Linked DNA regions of Rattus norvegicus: region 1 is linked to region 2. The links are chromatin contacts, called in public Hi-C maps. All regions are on one chromosome and are shown on one strand. The core of a region is the stretch at or near the end of the contact, and the rest is flanking DNA. Distances in the headings are between cores, read along the strand shown. Region 1 overlaps Sugct (succinylCoA:glutarate-CoA transferase). Region 2 overlaps Sugct (succinylCoA:glutarate-CoA transferase).

Region 1 (6,670 bases), core at 3,278-5,777, 120 kb before region 2:
CTTTCAAACAGCTCCAACATATTATAGAAAACAGAATGCTTTTCTTCATTCATTATACCGAGTGCCTTGTGATCCTACAGCTTATGAATACATCAGTATGAATCAGATTCAACAGTCCATAAACTGTAGGACTTCCTCAGAAGGCTTCAAGAGAATGCAAGCAAGAGTAAACAGAATTCACCAACAGTGAACAACAGTACAACAGTGTGTTTACACATTTAAGGCCCCTCTTGAGTTTCTTCAGACACGTGTGATAAATGTCATAAAGTTTCAGCAATTTACACATCCATAGTTTCAACGAGGCAGAACATCCTGTTCTCTCACACCCATTTGATCTGATACTACGTGTCTCACCTCTTTGCTTCAAAAGACATGATGACAGTGGATTTCTGCATTTCAACAAAGACCAAAGCGAAGCATTCATTCAGTCTCCAGATCCTCTTTCTTCCCGTGAGCACCCTGATCAAGCAGGTCCATTGATTTTCCCGTTGACCTTCTACCTTTCATGGATAAAACAGCTTTTATTTCTGGATTCCAGGCCTTTTGTGCTGTTTCTTGAATTCCTTTATAGCCAGAGTGGCTTCTTATTTACACCTGACCTGTCACACTTGGGGGCCTTCCCTTTCTCACTTGAACACTCTTTTGCCCACTTTTCCCACTACTTTAGCTTCTTTTACTTTATAAAATGGATGCAAAGTTTTCCTGTGAGCCCCTCATCTTTGATATGTGACATATTTTTCTGACCTTCCATGAATATATTCAAAGCATTTCCAGGTATCCTACAAGGTACAGACTTTGTTAAATGTTACTTTCAATTTTAACTTAAAGCACACATTAAGTGGATCATGGTCCCATTCTCTAAGATAAAATGGTAATCTGATGGGACCTTTTTCAGTTTTGTCCCTGTCCAGCAGGTTGAACGTAACTGAGTTGTGTTATTATAAGGGTCACAGGTTATTCTGTGTATCAGTCTTGGATCAAATCAAAATAATTCTATTATATTCCTAATTTGATAACTACTTGCTTTATGAAACAGATACTTGTGAGCAATCTTTTGGTTGCAGGCTATGACTTCCCTCACAACATGGATTTTCTAATTTTCCAATGTTACTGTAATTTCATTATTGTTATCCTACTCCAATGGACCAAGAGCCCAAAATCCAAGAGATCTTACAATCTTCTGAATATCACAGGAAAAATAGTGCACACATATGGACAGATGTATATACTTTCCAGAGAAAGAATTCCATGACGTGACTCAGCTGCTCAAATAAGGTATAGTTAAAAGAAAACAGCTAAAATGTCCCTTGTCTACACTGTCACTAAGTAAGACAGTATTCCTGAACATGATGTCTCATCACAGAGAAACTCTTCGACCATCACTGTTCTCTGCACTCTTATCTCAGTTTGTATTGTACAATGTGTTTCCATCACTTCTCCATGCAAAATGTTTTAATCCCATCCTTTCTCACATCGCGGAAGTTCCTTCAGAGTCCCAAAGCCAATAAGTACCAGTTTTCATTGGTTTCTATTAGCTTTTTACTCACATTGCAAAGCTTATGAAAGGGAGGTAGAATGAGGAGGCTTGCTTGCTGTTCTTTTTAAGATTCTATAGTTTCTCTCCCCAGTCTGAAGGTAAACTGGAGACATCACTATTTTACAGAACTGTGGGTTTCCTGTCTCGGTGAGTAGCTTAGCTGTCATCATCATGGCATCTTCATACCAGTGAATTCCTTCCTTTCCCTTCTCCTTCCACAGCCTGCCACCATAGCTCTAGAGAAGTCTGGATCAAACTGAGTCCCATGCTTCCTCTGCACTTATCAACTTTCTCCCAATTTTTAGGTTAACTCTAAGCTGCCACTTAACAGACTCACTAAACAGTGAACTCATTTTCCGCCCCCCCCACATTAACACTACACCTCAATGCACCATTATATTTGCTGAACAAACCTCAGATTCTTTCGCAATCTACACAGTAACACCATTATAAGTTTTGTTCCCTAATCCTCCCCCCATTTCTTTGAACTAGGACTGAACTTAACTAATTTGATTCCTACAATGGAAACAATAATGACATATTGCGGGGAGGAGAGTGACTTTCCCCTCTTTTAAGATTTTATGAGTTGCATTTTAACCAATTGCCAAATGTACACATTAATATTAACCACATTTTAAAAACAAGAAGAAATACAATGTGTTGTTCAAAACTCTAGCAAGAGCAAAAACGAGTTTATTTTTCTAGTTCATAGTGCTCGTGTTTTAAACCCTCTGTACCCTCGTCTATCTGAAACAGCACATGAACACAGCTGATGCTGGTTTCAGTCTCCATCATGAATAATCAGAAGATATTGTCCAGGAAATGCACAGTGCTGTTCATGATAGAAACCCAAAAAGGTTTTTAGGCTGTATTTCAGACAGCTTTTCTAAGAGTGGAAAGCTGCTACCCAAGTAATATTCCAATGATGTCAAGGTATGAGTAATTACTACTAAAAGCCTGAAGTCCTTCCTGAAGTCCAACTTACAAGGATTTGGGCATATCCCAACATATTAAAAAACAATAAAGAATGGGCAATCAGGAATTTATTGTGCAAAAATTCAAGCAGGATTTCCAATTTGCATTTCACATTGTATTTCTCCTTAAAGCCAACTTTAAAAATAGTTATTCAGAACATGGGTTAGCCTTGATATACTACTGACAATCCTATAAACTAGCCTATGCTATGCTGTGCTGTGCTGTTATACTGAGATGGATCACCATTTTAAACACAGAAGTGAATTTTCACTAGGATTTCAATGTAGGTTTTAAGGAGAAATTCTCTCCCTGATTTTGTTCTAGGATTGATTAGCTCCCTGCCACTCTTCAATTTGGCTACTCTGTTCGTACTGACACCCTTTCTCCTCTTGGATACATTTCCCAGACTGAGGAAAAAGGAAGACTTTTGCATAATTTGGAGCTCTTTCGGTAAAGGTACACTATTAGGACAGGGGCTTCTGTCACACTTGTTGGGCTGTTGTAATAGCTGAAAAATGCAAGTAAGCATAGGTCTATGGCTGGAGTGGGTACAGAAATGGCCTTAACAGCTACTGTTAAGTACATTTGTACATAATATTTATACTAAGCACACAATACCCACCAGACACTATGCCACAGACATTCAACACACTGATACGCCAATTCATCGCTACAACCCTTGAGTCAGGACATATTTTCAGCTATTTAGATGAATGCAGATCTGCAAAATCAAGCAGTGTTTCAAGGACGTAATTCCCAAGACCTTGCTGCAAGCCAAACAGCATGTCAATGTATGATGCTGTTCCTGGCAGCTCTGTGCCTCAGGAATGACAATTAAAAGGGAAGGATGTGGAGAAAAGTACTGCTTTGAAAATATAAATATGTATTTTCGGCAAAATAATGTAAAATTAATTCTTTTCCCAGCAATCAAGACCAAGTCCTAATAAACAACCTGGTAAGGACTCTAACTTTGAAGAAAACATCCCAACTGCCTTTCCAACAAAAGGCAATCGCATTTAAGCTAAAGTTATTCTACTGTTATGTTGGTATTTTTTCTTTGTTGAAATTAATTAGAATAAACATTTTCATTCATTTAGCAATGCATGTTACAAATCGGGTGCCCCTCCCTCCAGAAGAACAAATACACATGCTCAGGAAACACAGTCAGATATACACACACCTGTTACTTTACTCCATTTTCTGCTACATTTGTTGCAACAGATGAAAACCCACATCAGACTAAGAGGAAGAACTGTGCAAGTAATTGATTTATTTCAAGAAACTAACTTTCTCAGGCTGGGCTTTTCCAAAGCATGGTCTTTAATCTGTCCAACTGTCTTTTCTAACATGCAGACCTAACCAGCTGTTAACAGGTCCTTTCATAAGCACCTGATACATCTCTCAAAGTATATAATCTCCCTCAGGATGTTACTGTACCTGCAAATGTGCTTACATTCATTCCATGGCTGAAGCTAACTCCCTACAAGATTACAGTTAGACTTCTTTCTGTAGGCCTACTTAGTCTTCTTTATAAAACTACCCTAGAGACACTCCAAGATCGCAGAAAAGCTGGCACTTCCTCCAGCAAACACATCCCAGGTTGAAGCTAATTCCACAATCCAGCCTTCATTCCTTTCTGCTCTCAATAATTTCCACAGAGATCTAGCTTGTGTGTTAGTGTGTGCAGCCCAGAGTGGTACTCTCTCAGTGAGCTAGTCAAAGAATTGGCAGCATACCCCATGTTAACATTATATAATGACAGACTAACTCCTGCAAAAAGGGGGGTGGGAGGCAGTGAACAGCAGTGCTAATTCAACAAAATGAAAATCGTTTCCAGGAATCCCTGTGAATACTTTGAACCAAAGAAGAAAGGTAATTTTACCTTAAATAATCAGTGTGTATATCAGTAGCCCTGGGGGTGGGATGGAAATCATCTAATAATAAGATCTTGGTCAGAAATTCTTGCAAGGCCCAGCTGAAAATTAGAATCCCCATTACCAGGTTACAAGAGTGACATCTAGTGGACTCTTTCTGGGATGACAAAAGGGAAAATTCAAATTATAGCAAAGATTCCCAAAGCCTAATGTGAAAATGAATCGCCTCTGCTCACTGAGTGAACCAGACAGAGCCTGCCAGATCTGAAAAACATGCAGCTGATACCCATGCTGCCACTCCTAGACTTCTCATGGAAGCCAGGTCCCAAGAGATCTCACATCTGTTCCTACCCTCAGACGACAAACGGGTCAAAGGAATCCTTAACATGACTTTGGTCAGTGCTCAGACCTCATGGCCCCACTCCCCAACATATTTACTGCTCCCTCTGCTCAGGTCTCCAATACATATTCACTTCAGCACTGAATACAATGTGTGTTCCCTTTCATTGTAAACACCCCTCATGGGCTTTTGGTTTGCAATGCTGGGATGCAATTCAAGCCATGAACATAGAGAGAAACATTCTGCCACTGAACTATATATACATCTAGACCCTAACTAAATTATAGTAGTAATTTATACGTGTTTCAGAGCTCATTTTTTTTCCCACTACTCAAGTTAATTTGTTCTTGAACAGGGATCTACCAGGGTAAGGAACCAAACCTATTCAGAATCTTAATACAAGTTTCTGGGGTTACTTCTAAGAACAGAGCAAAACTACAGCAACCCCAATTGCTGCCTGAATCCAGACTTATATGGCTTATTCTAAAGAACCTTGACCTCTACATAGAATTACCAGTCTACTCTCCTTATTTTATTATTTTGAAGTTAGTAAAAATGATTTTTCATTTATTTGCTCATTTTTTTCACTTTACATTCCAATTGCAGCCTCCTTGTCACACTCTCACAAATTCCATTATTCTAGTCGTTAGGGCATGCTCATGAAGACCAAGCTGCACAATCTGCTACAAATGCGTAGGAGGCCTAAGTGGAGCCCCTGCATGCTCTTTGGTTGGTGGTTCAGTCTCTGCGAGCTCTCATGGGCCCAGGTTAATTTACTGTGTAGGTATTTTTGTAGTAATAGCCAGAAACTGGAACCAACCTAAATGTCCCTCAACTGAACAATGGATAAAGAAAACGTGCATCTACACAATGGAATACTATTCAGCTATTAAAAACAGACATCATGAAACTTATAGGCAAATAGATGGAACTAGAAGATATCATCCTGAGTGAGGTGACCCAAACCCAGAAAGATACACATGGAATGTACTCAATTATAAGTGGATATTAGCCATAAAAGAAACCATGATACAATCTACAGACCCAAGAGAAACTAAGTAGTAAGAAGGGCCCAAGGGAAGATGCTTGCATAGATGCAGAAGGGGAAATAAAATAGACATCGGAGGTGGATGGAGAGGGGGGAACTGGGTGGTAGAGGGGGTGAGGAAGAGAATGGGAATGGGATCAGGTGTGAGCAGGGGTGTGGGAAAGAGAACAAAAATCTGTGGGAGGGCATCTCTGGGACTAGGAGGAGACATGGAATTGGGGAGGCTCCCAGAATTCTCTAGGGTTGACCCTAGCTGAGACTCCTAGCAGTTGGGGATATGGAGACTGAAGTGGCCAACTCCTGTAGCCACGCCCAAAATCTGTCCTGCCTACAAGATGCACAGGGATAAAGATGGAGGAGAGATTGAGGGAATGGACAGCCAATGACTGCCCCAACTTGAGACACATCCCATTGGAGAAAACCAGCCTCTGACACTGCTATGCCTGGGAGAGATGCAGAGACCCACACCCAAACATAGGACAGAGCTTGGAAAGTCTGTAGAAGAGTGAAGGATGGATGTAGTGAGCCTGAGGGTCACGACACCACAGCCTAGTGTCTTAACAGCGAATTGATCTCTCCTCCACAGATGAGCCCTGCAGGCCACACATGACTCCCTTAGCACAGCCTCCCTCTGCTCTAGAGTAGACTTAGTTTCTAGTTCTAGAAGCCTATGACCCACAAGAATTTCCAACAAGGAAGGAGACCAATCTGTCATCCCTAAAACATACAAACATGCAAAAAACCACTTTCCAGTCCTGTCTGATCCTTTCATACAAAATTACTAACTTGGGACAAACGAGCTCTTTCAAGCAGTGGAACCTTTATTTCAAACTAATAAAAGCAGAAAGATAGAATTTCTTCCTTTGACATGGAGTTAAAATTTTTAGAAATGTCTC
Region 2 (7,380 bases), core at 3,224-5,723:
CAAGCATTTCTAAGTAAAGAAATATGTAAATGCTCTCACCGAAGACAGTAGCCACAATGAAAAAGAGAGTAAACTTCAGAGCTGGAAAAAACCCGTATTCAAATTATGATTCTGCCAACTATTAAATCTTCAACAGTTCATTTAATTCCTGTGATCCTCAAAGACGATACTAACATTTATCTCACATTTACTTCAAAACTCAACTTGACTGCACAGCAAAAGCAAAGTGAATTTTATATTGAGCACTAAATATACATGGATCAATAAATACATACTAGTCAGCACACCAAGAATACATTAGCTTATATTCTTCCATATAATATTTATAATATCATAAGAAAAGGTATGTTGAGGTATGGCTAAGTATTGAGAGTAGAAATCTCAAGTTATCTAGGGCTGAGGAGATGGCTCAGTGGTTAAGAGCACTGAACTGTTCTTCCTGAGGTCCTGAGTTCAATTCCCAGCAACTACATGGTGGCTCACAACCATCTGTAATGAGATCTGATGCCCTGTACTGTGTGTCTGAAGACAGCTACAGTGTACTTATATATAATAAATAAGTAAATATTTTTTAAAAAATATTTTGTTTAACATCCATTAAAAATGGAAAACTTTTTATAGCTGGAACATAAGACATTAGACAGAAGAATGTAGTAATAATATTATATAGTAAAGCTGGGTATGGTGGTGCACATCTTTAATACCAGCATTTGGGAGACAAAGAGGTAAGCCAATCTCTGTAAGTTTGAGGATATCCCGATCTACAAGTGAGTTCCTGAACAGCTAAAGCTACATAGTGAGACCCTGTGTCAAAAAATATTAACATGCATGTGTGTGTACATGTGTTTATAAGGAAAAAATATTCTGTCTTCTCACTTAATACTTAACTATTTAAATGCTATTAATAATACCAACAGTTTTGAGAACTGTATTAACAATTAGATTTATCTGTTAGTAATGTAAAAACTAGAATTATCTGTTGAAAAATTCAATAGCTATCTGAATCTGAAAATGAAATACAAATGGTTGGGGTTGTTTGTTTCATTTTTATCTTTACCATTTCAAAAACTTATGATCCAAAGTTAACAAACAAACAAACAAAAACTATCAGTTCTTTCTGTTGAAAATTGGAGTAAACGAAATTTAAAGAGGGTGTAGAAAAGCAGATGAAAGCAGATGGACACTGTTCTCTCTCTCTCTCTCTCTCTCTCTCTCTCTCTCTCTCTCTCTCTCTCTCTCTCTCTCTCTCTCTCTCTCTCTCTCTCCTCTCTTCTCCCCCCCCTTACTCTTTCTCACTCTCTTTCCCCCTCCTTCCCTCCCTTTCTCTCTCTCTCCCCTGCCTTTTCACTTACTTTCTCTGTGAGGGACAAGCTCGCCATCTTGTGGCTTCTATAAACACTGACTACACAGCAAAACTTGCAGTTGAGACACTAAGAGTATGCTCCTGGGTTCCTTTACTTTTCCTCTGAATAGTGCCTTGCCATGTCTTCCTTTCCCCTTCACCAGCAATCTTAAAAACCAGCAGTAACAGGCACTCATTCTCTCTGTAACTCTGTGACGCCTTACAGTATTCAATACTCTACCAATCCTTATCATTTGAGGAAACACAAATCCCTTTGACGAACTGAGAGGTTCCGCACACACCCCGGAAGAATGGAACTGAATGGATGCTGCTCATAGAACCCATTTCCGTACTGTGTTGGGTCAGACTCAGCACCTTAGTGGCACCCAATGCTTAGATACACCTGCTCCAGACCCAGAGAGCCTCAGTTCTCAGGACAGCTCTCCTGACAGAAATCAGCCTAAAGGAAGCTTGAGGGTTCTAAGCAACCAAAAGCTTCAGGATGGGGCTTTAGCCTGATGATAATAAAAGGAAAGAGAACAAAAGAAGGCATGGGAAGTATTATAGCAGCGCTGAGAGTTTACTCAAATCTGTGTTCTTAAATCCAATGATGTTTGCTGTACCTCTGTTTTCATAGGCAGCTCCATCCAAAAGCCCAAAATCCTACCAGCTGTTGATGCCCTAAACAGAAATGATATCCCAGTTCAGTCAACTCACACACCATTAACCAACACTGTTTCCTTTCCTATAGTCACTATCTCATTAATAGAAAACACATCTCAGCATATGCACAATCAAAACCCTAAGTTACCCTAAACTCTTGTCTTTCACTTTGTGTTCATGTCCAACTGATCAATAATTCCTGGTTGATTATTTGATCTGCCAGGTATCTTCCACATCTATCTAAGCTCTTATGCTCTTTATTACTGACCTCAGTTTACTCTTCATGTGATACAAAGAACTTCCAAAAATCTGATCAAGATTTTTTTCATACTAAAATTCTTAAAATAATAATATTTCTTGACATGACACATTGCACTCTTTATGATGGAGTTCTTTCTGTTGAAATTGATAAAATCACTCACCACTCCATATATCTTTTGCCACACCCCAAAACAATTTACATTCAGTATAGTTCTTCTCTAAACATGGACGGCTCTTTAGTTCCTCTGGCCCTCTATTGCTGCTACTTCACACATATTCCCATCTTCACTATCTGCAATCTGACTCCCTCCAGGACACAGACACTGGCAGGCACTTAAGAACAATGAAGAAAGACATTTCAAAGATGACTACGCCTGTGCCAGTAGTGAATATATATATATATATATGCTTGATTGTGTATATGATATGTATATTCAACATAACATATATATGTGTTGATACAATTAGATAGCTAACACTAATATTCTAAAAGCTGCAGAAATTCTAACAATAGACCATTACCTGGAAGAACCAAAGGTAATAAAATATTTTGAGATGTTCTAGTCTTAGAACCCACGCCTGCTATGGTGGTATGCATTTGTAATCCCAGCATTCCTCCCGTGATGTGGGAGGCAGAGAGAGGGGGCAGAGAGCAGGCAGAAAGCTCATAGGTCAGCTAGTCTGGAATAGGCTGTACACAGAAAACATAAGAGAAACTAAATAGGTAAGAGACCAGAACTGACTCTCCAAAATTGCCCTCTGTCCTCCACAAGCTTGTCATAATATGTAGTCCTAAACACCTCTCCACATACACACACACACACACACACACACACACACACACACACACTTTTGAAATTAAAATTAAAATATGAATAAAGACTTGGTATTTTTACTTCTTATTTAACTCAATTGTTTGTTTTCTTCTCAATGAAAATGTCCAAGAATAGAGAATACAAGTATTCCTGCTATCTGATTGAAACAAATTAAGTGTATTAAATTTTGTGGGTTCATAATGAATTTTTAATCACCTATAACCACTGGTATATAGTAGGGAATAAATTCATATTGTGAAGATTCATAAGGGAAAAATTTTACATCTACCTAACCTTCAATAAGTAAACGATACCCAGAATAACCAAGTAGTTAAAGATGTAACTTATGTTTGCGTGTGTGTGTGTGTATGTGTATGTGTGTGTATGTATGTGATGTGTGTGTATGTGTGTGTGCATGTGTGTGTGCATGTGTGTGTATGTGTGTGTGTGCGTGTGTGTGTATGTGTGTGTGCATGTGTGTGTGCATGTGTGTGTGTGTGTGTGTTATAAATACATCTGGAGGCCAGAGATGAAGACAGATGCCTTACTAAATCACTTAAACCGTATTTAACAAAACACAGGTTCTCTAGCTGTACATGGAACTCACTGATCGGCTAGGATCGGTGTTTTCAGAGCACCAGGGATCCATCTAGCTCTCTGCACCCTGATCACCCAGCATTGGAGTTGCCAACACAAGCTGCCTTGCCAAGAGCTTTAGGTGAGCTCTGACAATTCAAATTTAGGTTTTCGTTTTTGCATGGCAAGCATTTTGCCAACTTATACATCTCCCCAGCATCCAGAAAGCTTTGTTTTATAAAATTTTACCAACCATGAAGAAAACCCAAAGCCATGCAATTCCTACTAAATTAATAGATGTGGGCAAACATTATTGATAATAAAACATAACTTCCAACTTTACAAAAAGATCTTATGTGATACCGAGGAAAACAATCATAATTTCCTATTAAATATTCTTAAGGAAAGGAAAACTCTAATAAAAACTCAAATAATCTTACAGATTTGTCTATGTACTGTTAAAAATTGAGACACCACAGAAACACAATTTCCATAACAGGACAAAAGAAAAAATTATGGAAATCATAACGAAAATGAAAGATTCGAGAGGCACTGTGAGGTAAAGAAGGAATTGCGGCCTGCTTTTGGATTTCAAATTTGAGGCACAGAAATTTGAATGGCACTCGCATGCTTAATTACATTAATTACTATTTTTATTCAAGTGTAATAATGGTCTGCATATTTAGGCTTTAAATGTGTGTGAATGTGTGTGTGTGAGAGAGAGAGACAGAGACAGAGACAGAGAGACAGAGATAGAACTGGCATTCATGCTTGCCACAGTCTCTGTGGAAACCCGATGTCTTGGCTCTCTCCTGCCACCATGTGGATCCCGGGGATAGAACTCAGGTAGTCAAGCTGAGCCACTCTGCCAGCTTTACTGAGGATTTAACAAGGTCATTTCCCATTCAATATATTCTGAGATAATTAAAAAGGAAGTTATGTGAGTTCTAAACTTTACTTGTACACATTCTTTGGAAGATCCATCATAAGCAGGATTATGAATAAAGCATGGTAAGTTATAATTTATTAAACTGGGTACTGAAAATTTGTTACACTATACTGCTTATCATGTTTTCAGAGTAATATTTAAAACAATAAAATAATAAATTCTAAAATGCTATGCTAATTCCATTTTGAATATATAAAAATACATCAAAAAACAAAACGAAAGAACACCAAGTAATATTATTTATGAAAAGACTTTAGGCCAAAGTTCTCAGCATACAGATAAGAAAGTGGCTTTCAGAGACAGGAAGTAGCACTAAGGTCAGAGGCCTTCAGCAGAAAACTGAGCAGAAGTCACTCTCTATTCTTAGGCACTTTCTGCTTTACATGGATTGATTCAAAAGTGAACTCGGGAGATAGCTTTCTAAAGTCTTTTTTCCTGGTGTTTGCTCTTCGCTTTGTGAGTACTTCCTTTGTCATGACTCTTTCTTGAAACATGAAGAGCCAAAAGGACCAGAATTTCACAATCTTGTGGCTTTTTTGCTCAACTTTCTTATGAACATGTGGAAAGCCTCCTGTTTGAAACTTTTCCCTCAGTCATAATTTACTTTAATGTTTTTTTTCTTTCTACAGTCATATCCATATGTTTCTTTCTCTTTTCCTCCCTCCTGTCACAAACACTAAAACAAATTCCAATGAAACAAAACTACAAGCCAATTTAAGAGTTCTAAATTCAAGGACTTCATAGGTCAAATAACAGAGACAAGTTAGAGTTATAAAAACAGCATGGCCAAACCAAAAACCAGCCTAACGAGAAACCCACCCCATGGACAATCTCCAACGCCTGACATTATAAACGATGTTCTGTTATGCTTGAAGAACAGAGCCTGGCATAACTGTCCTCTGAGGGGTTATACCCAGCAGTAGACAGAAAGAGAAGCAGATACCCAGAGCCAAACACGAGATGGAGATCAGGGACACCTAAGGAAGACCTGGGAGAAGGACTGATGGGAACTCCACAGGAAGACTAACAGTGTCAACAAACCTGGACCCTGGGAGCTGTCCGAATCTGAGTCACCAACCAAAGAACATATATGGGCTGGAACAAGGCCCACAGGCACATATGTAGCAGACAGGAAGCTCAGTCTTCACGGCTGACCTCTCTGATCTCAGTGGGAGAAGAAGCACCTAATCTGGTAGAGACTTGACATACCAGGGAGGGACGAGGGTCTTGTCTTCTCAGACACTGGGCGGTGGGGCTATAAAGGGTCTTAGTGAGGGAGGGATCGGGAGGGGGGCAGTGATTGGGACATAAACAAATAAATAAATATTTGAAAATATTATGGCCACAGACTGAGCATGGAAACCCCAACGGAGGTGTTAGGGGAAAGACTGAAGGAGACGAAGGGATTTGCAACCCCTTGAAAAGAACAACAATATCAACCAACCAGATGCCCCAGGGCTCCCAGGGACTAAACCACCATCCAAAGAGTTCACATGGACGGACCCATGACTCCAGATGCATATACAGCAGAGGTTTGCCTTATCTGGCATCAGTTGGAGGAGAGGCCCATGGTCCAGGGGAAACTTGGTGCCCCAACCTATGGGAATGCTAAGGAAGTGAGGCTGGAATGGGTAGGTAAGTGGAGGGATCACCCTCATAGAAGCAGGGGGAAGGAGATGGTATAGGGGGTTCGTGGAGGGAAACCCAGGAAAGGGGATAACATTTTAAATGTAAATAAATAAAATGACCAATAAAAATATAGTATGGCCAAAGTATTTAAAGGAAGTATACTCATGCTTCATATATCATCTCATTTATGCTTCACAGCAACTAAAAGGAATAAGTTTTATTGCCCCATTTTAATTACTATGAGAAAAATGGTGCTGTGAATAGCCAAGTATTCACACCCAAAGTCATACCACCACTTACCATGATCCTATAAGCAGCTATTAAACTGTTGACAATCATTGACTATGAATAATATTTTACAAAGTATTTCCATGAGCACCAACAATTTATAAACTATTTGGAACAAAACTTTGCTTAGGAATGCCAACAATTTAGACCTAGTTTAAGACTAAAAGTGTGATTAGTGTGCTTTGCTCTCCCAACAACGTATGAAATTAGATCACCAATTTCTATCAGAAGCAGCAGCAAAACTGATTCGTTAATTGCAAAGAACTTAAAACATGGAAAACATCATGCTAACAGATATACGCTCCCAATTCAAACAAAGAGATGAACTGAATGATATAACAAAAGCATCCTGCCTTTATCACAGAATCACCATCGTTTTAAACTATATCTAATTGGTAATGCTAAAAGTACTGTTTATTTTACAGTTGTTTTATGCACATGTATTTTCCAACAATATATAATCATACTAGGTAGACAGTAGAAATTTACTGCTTATCAACTAACTGTGCATATTTTGTGCTTTATGCTATTCCTTTCATGGCTGTGATATTCTTCACATAAAGTTTCAAAAGCTGCTTTGATGCAATTTATGGGAGTCAGGATGATTGGGTATCTAGAAAATTATCTTAACTGTGGTATGCAATATATTTTTATGAAAAGAAAAACAAAAAGTCATTAAAACACTCATCATCTAAATGGAGTCTGTCACTACTAAGTTCTGATGCCTGGCCAGTGCATCTATTGTCACAAGCACAGATTGTTTTAAATCCCAAAATACTTATTCAACAATGGAGGAAAAGGCTATTAGAAACCATAGTGATATAATGAAAAGAAATAAAATTTGACCTCCAACTATG

What was found. Hi-C and Micro-C count contacts between places; a contact is called where the count stands out from the background.
Region 1: a contact with region 2 is called in a Hi-C map of the A7r5 cell line, with 12 times the contacts expected there. The contact joins two enhancer-like sites. A contact is called at or near these places in 4 of 12 Hi-C or Micro-C datasets (the A7r5 cell line, the Rat2 cell line, Schwann cells and 1 more).

What each region holds. Positions count from the first base shown.
Region 1 is chr17:52,337,203-52,343,872 of GRCr8, reverse strand. The region is part of intron 9 of Sugct (succinylCoA:glutarate-CoA transferase); the gene reads right to left. Among named protein-coding and RNA genes, the nearest start is that of Sugct, 270 kb to the right of the region's middle. Within about 2 kb of position 4,527, at least 4 of the 93 cell types and tissues checked have an H3K27ac peak or open chromatin away from gene starts, as enhancers often do.
Region 2 is chr17:52,211,739-52,219,118 of GRCr8, reverse strand. The region is part of intron 6 of Sugct (succinylCoA:glutarate-CoA transferase); the gene reads right to left. Among named protein-coding and RNA genes, the nearest start is that of Sugct, 140 kb to the right of the region's middle. Within about 2 kb of position 4,473, at least 5 of the 93 cell types and tissues checked have an H3K27ac peak or open chromatin away from gene starts, as enhancers often do.